2 separate regions of the Salmo salar genome follow, and region 1 is linked to region 2. The links are chromatin contacts, called in public Hi-C maps. All regions are on one chromosome and are shown on one strand. Each heading gives the region's core, a stretch centred on a gene start, on an enhancer-like site or on the middle of the called end of the contact. The rest is flanking DNA. Distances are from core to core; before and after follow the strand shown.

Region 1 (3,608 bases), core at 125-2,624, 260 kb after region 2:
GGCAAATTGTTAAATTTTGGCACTTTAGCAAGTCTTTATTCATATAAAAAAATAAGATTAATTGAATACTGCATTTAATCATTTAAAAGGGTAGAATAGCAGCTACCTTTGTCTACATAAAATCTTAGAAAGCCTCTAATCCTCACACATGCATTTATCCCCTTACAAAACTGGATTTGTGTTTTTGGATGCTGACATTTGGATCAAATGCAGTGGTGTAAAATACTTAAGTAAAACTACTTTAAAGTACTCCTTAAGTTGTTTTTGGGGTATCTGTACTTTACTATTTACATTTTTGCCAACTTTTACTACATTCCTGAAGAAAATAATGTACTTTTTACTCCATACATTTTTCCTGACACCCAAAAGTACTCCTTAGATTTTGACAGGAAAATGGTTCAATTCACACACTTATCAAGAAAACAACCCTACTGCCTCTGATCTGGCAGACTCATTAAACACAAATGCTTTGTTTGTAAATTATGTGTGAGTGTTTAGAGTGTGCTTTTGATACTTAAGTATATTTAAACCAAACACTTTTACTGAAGTAGTATTTTACTGGGTGACACTTTCTTGTCATTTTCTATTAAGGTATTACTTTTACTCAAGTATGACAATTGAGAACTTTTTCCACCACTGATAAAATGGGATGATGTTGGATTTAAGGCGTTTTAAGTGTGAGAAATACGATTTACTTAAATTATTATCTGGGAATCTGACTTGGACCTACAGTAGTGGGCCCATGAGCTATTTATTTACCGCCACCCTCTGTTGTAAATGCAATTCCATTTGAAAACACAGGAGGGAGACATATACCATAGTAATGTTACTTTTTATGTTCAAGTTGCAAGTGGAGCTAAAAAGGGTTGTCGATTGATTGAAATGTGTATTAAAGGACGGGGTTAATAAATCACTTTGATCGATGTTTTCATTGTCATTGAACACATTGTTTATAAAGTCTTCTATCACACATGTTTAGGTAAGCTATGTAATCTCATGGAATGTAAGTGAACACTAGAATTCACTTTGTGCAGGTGAAAATGAAACTGGATCCATTTTCTCCATGGTTTACTATTCGTTCGTGGCCCACTCTGCGAAGGTACTGCACATCTTCAGAGAGCGCTAATTGCAGCTACCTGTTGAAATGCAGAGAATATCTGCCTGTAGGCCAGCTCACGTGAAATAGCCTGCAAGGCTATCAAGCCTCATATGGGGATTCGCAAATTAGCCACAAATAATGTAGCTAATATACCTTTCGATTCATTGCATTTTCGCGCAATTTGGGTTATTGTTTATCTCTGTTGTCATCATGCACAAGGCCCACGGCCACACAAAACACATCCACAGCTGTGCGGAAATGACACAGCAGGCGCGCGCCCAATCACGTCACGCGAGACAGCACAGAGAAGAAAAAAAAAGAGGAGAAACACGAACAACAGTTATCCGTGTGTGAAATTCCCACGACATTCTCGGCAAATATGTTAACCCAACCTTCAATTACTGCAAAGGACTCCATGAAATCGTAAAGGTGAGCTCGAACATCTGCGTTTTTGAGACAATTCCACGAAGACGAGTGGGAAAAACTCGTCCGAGGATATACACTGCCTCGTCACTAAAGAAGAATCCCTAAAAACAATGATTAGCTAGCTTTAATGCGAAGTAGAAATATCAATTTGCTGTGTTTTCAAATAAATCTCATTGCATTTTTAATTGCCACGAAAGACTGAAGTTGACAGCGTGAAAAGTATGACACAGCTGTGTGTGTAGTCCAAAGAGTATCTATTATATTGGCAAGATAGCCGAGTGACCGCTCTAACAATGGAAAAACATGTCCTTAATGATTGAAGGCAAGGGAGATCAGGTGGGTCCATTCTAGCCAGTGTGAGAGCAGATATGCGTGTGAACGTCAGGCACAACTAAGTGCGTTTTCTCAAAGTTGTCGAATGCCACGTGCATCCACTTATATCATTGTATTTGTAACAGCCTAAACATTATATTCGATTAAATAAGCCTCACGTTATTGAACACTCAAAGACCGACGTACAAAAAGGGGCTTATCTCACGTGGACAGATCTTGGGCGGAGTACATCCTCTCGTTTCGCCTCTTCCTCTCTCTGTGTACTCATGTTTTGGTTCATGGGCTTCTAGTGGAAGAATGAGGAAGTGGATGGGACAGAAACAGAAGTAAAAGGGGGCGAGTGAGAAGTCATAAAGCCTCTAGTTACAGACGTTGAGTCCTCTCTTGCATCACTACGAGAACACAACTCACCCACTGTTAACAGTTAAACAGCAGAGCACAAGTGTATTATATTTATTTGTAAAATGAATGTAGCTTGAATGTAATTCAGTATTTTCGATTAGTAAACATGCGCCCAAGCAGCTGATCAGGGTTCAGTATGACATCATGTAGGCCTAATTGCCCATGAACATGTTCAAGCAGGTGAAGTAGACAAAGTGAACAAGGGCCTGTTTGATTACGACAATAATAACATCATAGGCTTTACTTTCTATGGAACAACACTCACAGTTATGTTGTTGAATATAGAATGGGACTTTTAATCATTTTGAAATATCTTATGAAAGATTAAGCCTAACAATATAGCACACTTTGGACAATGGAATGTGTCTTTAGTCAAGGTTACTTAACTGTGCAGTGACATTTTAATTCTTAAACGAATAAAGATGTTACAGGTTTGATTTATTTTTATTCAATTTTTTCACTATAGGACATGAATTCCTCTGACCATGGGGAAAACTCGGATGGAGAAAAGCTTGAGAGAGGTAAGTCTATAAAATGTATTGACACTGTTATAATGCAACTATCCACTGAAATGGTTTGGATTGATCAACACCTAAATTGGGAAAATCAAATTAACTTGTAAATAACATAACATTGATTTTAAATGTTTTCTGCAGAGAGAGAACCCATTCAAGACATCAAGTTGGAGACGGATGACTGTGCTATTAGTGAGACAACTGATGGACCACGAAGATGGTCTCTTGGAACTAGTGAGGCCACCAGCAAACGTACTGTTATGGACATGGGCTGTGACGCTCACAATTCTGAATTGGACCAGTCTACCAGCAGCAAGAGAGTCAGGGTCTCTAGTGAGGTAAATTAATGAAATGGCATAATCTATACCTCATGCCTAACTGAACTTGCTAAATAGGCCTGTCTATGTGATGACATTTGTCCATCTATTTATTTAGCATGCTTATTCTAGTTCTTATATGACTTAGAAAATACATCTGCGATAAGAAATGGATCATGTTTTTGTTGTCTCTGTGTAGGCTGGGCGACGCTTACTGAGGAGATTGTCTGAAGAATCCACGAGGCCTCAACCCCTTTGCCTGACATCTGCTGACCAGGAGAAGACTATAGCCTCTTACAGGAAGCCTCTCTACAGCATCTCTCACAGAATCACAGAGAAGAAGCTCACATCAAGCCTTGACCAGCATGCTCAGCATGAGGGAGGAGTGCGGCTAAGCTACAGCAGCCTCTTATCTCCTCAACTGGTCAATACAGGGGAGCACAGCCGAAGTGAACCCCTCTCTGCCCTGGGGGCAGCAGGGTCCATGTCTTCAACAGACTCTAATCTATACTCCCT
Region 2 (3,671 bases), core at 815-3,314:
ATTGGAGTTTGCCTAAAGGCACCTAAAGGACTCAGACCATGAGAAACAAGATTGAACTCTTTGGCCTAAATGCAGAGCGTCACATCTGGAGGAAACATGGCACCATCCCTACGGTGAAGCATGGTGGTGGCCGCATCAAGCTGTGGGGATGTTTTTCAGTGGCAGGGACTGGGAGACTAGTCAGGATCGAGGGAAAGATGATGGGATGCTCTCCATCCAACCTGACCGAACTTGAGGATCTGCAGAGAATGGGGGGGGAAAAAACACCAAATACAGGCGTGCCAAGCTTGTAGCATCATACCCAAGAAGACGTGAGGATGTAAATCGCTGCCAAAGGTGCTTCAACAAAGTACTGAGTAAAGGGTCTGAATACTTATGTAAATGTGATATCCGCTTTTATTTTTAATAATTTTAAAAAAAATGGCTAAACCTGTTTCTGCTTTGTCATTATAGGTTGTGTGTAGATTGAGGTGAAAATACAATTTAATCCATTAGAGTAAGGCTGTAATGGAAAATGTGGAAAAAGTCAAGGGGTCTGAATACTTTCCGAATACACTGTAGGTCAGTGTTTCTCAAGCCATTCCCAGGGAGCCCTTGGGAATGTACACTTATTCTAGCCCAGCACTAACACCTGACTCAACTAATCACCAAGTCGCCCCAGGCAACAATGTCCATTTTTAGTTGTAGATTTAACTTACCTGGTATGTGTTATAGTAGCAGATGATGCTCTTGTTTTTGGAGAGCCCTAGCTTACTGCCCTGGTCGGTGGCCAATGCAAAGGTGGAGAGGAAGCCTGGCCGTAGAGCATATTCTGGTGCGTTATCATTTGCCACTGAAGGATAAAATATCAGGTACACTGAGCACAACACATTGGAACATGGATAAGAAGAGGTCAACTAAATGACCTAGTTTAGAACAAAAAACAGTTGTGAGGGAGACCTACCTTTGATAACTGGGACACCATCCCTGTCTGTCACTACAATTGCATGAAGACCCTCAACACTGGTGGATAAGAAGAGAGCAGCACTTGACATAGCTGACTTAACGCCAGTCCATGTGAGGGACATTTCTAATGAACTCCAACAGAGTGGAGCATAGACCAGACTTTATGGAATTCAGCTCAGACTACATTGAGTCGCCCAAGGTCGATATTTGAAAGATGTCAATTATGAAACACTTACCTTGTACCTATGTTTGTCCTCCATACTTAAAAAACATTAATCAAATACAACCACCGACTGTTTCCTTGTTGGCACATGCGCATTTGCAAAGTCGGTGGCTGTATTTGATAACGTTTTGAAAAATATGGATTTCAAAACACAACTACAGAGGACAAACATAAATACAAGGTAAGCATTTCATTATTGACCTTGGACAAATCAATGTAGTTGGTGCTGAATTGCACAAAGCCTAGTCTCTGCTCCACTCGGTTGGTGGAGTTCAGAAACATCCGTCACCGTGGAGTTTAGGCTGCTACACATGACATTCGTCGAGTCAAATTAACTCATTAGGTTTCAGCAACAGAAGAATCACAATGAACACACCATAATCATACAACAAACATACCTTGGTAGCTGTTTGTACAAGTATCTCTTCAAGTCCTGCAACAAATATGTTAATGTGTTAGACCAGATAGCCATTTGCTACACGAGTGTAGTTAGTTATAGCTTCATCTGGCTAGATGGATATAGCTAATTAGTGATTGTGGTCAAAGAATTGATACTTACATCAGCCATGGTGGAAACTTATTTTATTCCGTCAATTACTAAAATAGAGAACTGAATTATGGCAAGGGTGTCTGTAAAGCTAAATAATATCAGCAGGTATTTTTGTGCTCTCCCAAGCTTCCCCTGACTTGTTAACAGCTAGCTTGCTACAGTACGCTATAATCAGCTGATAACGTTACTGTGTTTAGGAAGGTTACTGAATGTTAGCTAGCTACAAGGTATGACGATCTTTATCAGATACTTTTAAAATGCACTGTATTAGTTACCTTATTTTTTACTTGGAACAAAATCTTCGATCCTTTTCTGACTCCGCTTGAGCACAAGGAAATCACATGACTGACTTGTTCCGCTAGGAAGAGGCAAAGCGAGAGGATTTACTGCGTGCGATAAGCCCTTTTTGTATGGTCTATGAGAGAGTGCCGAATTACGTAAGGCTTATTTGATCGAATATACGTTTCGTAATGTTTAGGCTCTTACAAATGTTCTAATATAAGTGGATGCAAATTGAATTCCGGCAAATTTGATAAAAAACAACTTAGTTGTGCATGTAACACGGGTATCTGCCCTCTAATTGGTTAGAATGGTCCCACCTGATCTCGCCGCCTGCCTTCCATTTTGGTCAAGTCAGTGCCATCTGCGACCCTTGGGACGTCCCTACTCTAAACCTAACCATAACCCTTACCGTAACTATTTTAAATGTAAACTTCAATGGGGTAGGGACGTCCCAAGGATTCGGGATAGCATTGACTCCTCCATCTTTGAGGACATGTATTGCCTTTGTTAGAGCGGTCACTCAACTATCTTGTCAATATAATAGATCATCTTTGACTTGACCCATGTTGAGCCAGCAACATCCGGGTTACGCTGTTCGAAAATGTTTCAAATTAAGGGTCCTGTCAGTAGTGGAAATTGTTAATTGTGTTCTGTAGCGCCGAGTATCCAAAACCATTGCATTTCTGCGAATGGATGTAATGTGCATTATACCTATTACCAAACCTAGCTGAATGAAAAAGAAAAAAGAGCGCAATTAAGAAATAGATTAAATAGAAAGTGGGCTACTTAGTCTGCTTCTCAGGGTTTGTTATTCCCCCAGTTTAAATATAGTAAACTATTTATAGTACATCCCCACATAGGCGTCAACTTTTCTTCCCAAACTCTCCCTTGACAACATAATAAGAGGTCTTGCTGAGAATTTACCTCAAGGTTTGAAATCTGAATTTAGCAATAAGGCTCTGTGTGGGGTGTGATTGTACTTTAATGAAGTGAATAGACTGGTTGATTTCACAGGCATACATATTTCTGTTGGCTGTTTCTTATGCATGTCTATTTAGTGTTGCTACTAGGCCACTGGTGCTGTGACTGTAAACAGACTTTCAATGGGCTGGTACAGGCCTCCAGATCCAATCAAGTATGTGCTGATGAGACCTCATTCTACTGAGATAAGCAATCCCAGTTACAAAATATGATCTTGCCTTAGCAGTTTGAGTGAAATCTTAAGGATATCTGGCTTGCTTTTTCTGCTGTAGTGTGAGTATGCTGTTGACCAAAGGATAAAGCGCAATAGCTATTTGTATTATCATTTGTAGTTTATATAATGGTGATTTGCTTGACAACTAGGTTTTGTGATATGTGAGACTCAAACTGAGCACCACTCCTCAAAAGGCTAGCCCCTCACTTCATTCTACTGTTACAGACATGATCTTTATCTTAATCATCTCTGCCTACTCTATAGCAATGGGGGACTTTCAGCAATTTGAACAGGACTTCTACCAGTCAGGGTATTACATCGATGACCAGGGACAGGTGGCCTACGACTATGGCGATGGCTATGACCATAACCCAGAGAATGAGGATGAGTAAGTATATGGGGTAAACTCTGCATTCCTGAGTGGTGGTGTAGAACTCTTCATTCAACTTTTGAACTGGGATTGGGAAGATTTGAAT

Evidence for each region. Hi-C and Micro-C count contacts between places; a contact is called where the count stands out from the background.
Region 1: a Hi-C map of gill shows a contact between it and region 2, with 2.9 times the contacts expected there. The contact joins the promoter of LOC106611127 here to the promoter of lamtor3 in region 2. A contact is called at or near these places in 2 of 3 Hi-C or Micro-C datasets (blood and gill).

The regions. Positions count from the first base shown.
Region 1 is chrssa09:26,419,257-26,422,864 of Ssal_v3.1, forward strand. LOC106611127 (BEN domain-containing protein 3) reads left to right here and starts at 1,375. Exons shown (of 4, transcript XM_014211003.2): 1 at 1,375-1,528; 2 at 2,727-2,781; 3 at 2,917-3,113; 4 at 3,292-3,608. The coding sequence starts at 2,730.
Region 2 is chrssa09:26,155,375-26,159,045 of Ssal_v3.1, forward strand. lamtor3 (late endosomal/lysosomal adaptor, MAPK and MTOR activator 3) reads right to left here and starts at 2,065. Exons shown (of 7, transcript NM_001141049.1): 1 at 1,990-2,065; 2 at 1,728-1,769; 3 at 1,567-1,601; 4 at 944-1,002; 5 at 699-832. The coding sequence starts at 1,736. zgc:123321 (Yip1 domain family, member 5) reads left to right here and starts at 2,904. Exons shown (of 6, transcript NM_001140752.2): 1 at 2,904-2,930; 2 at 3,460-3,583. The coding sequence starts at 3,462.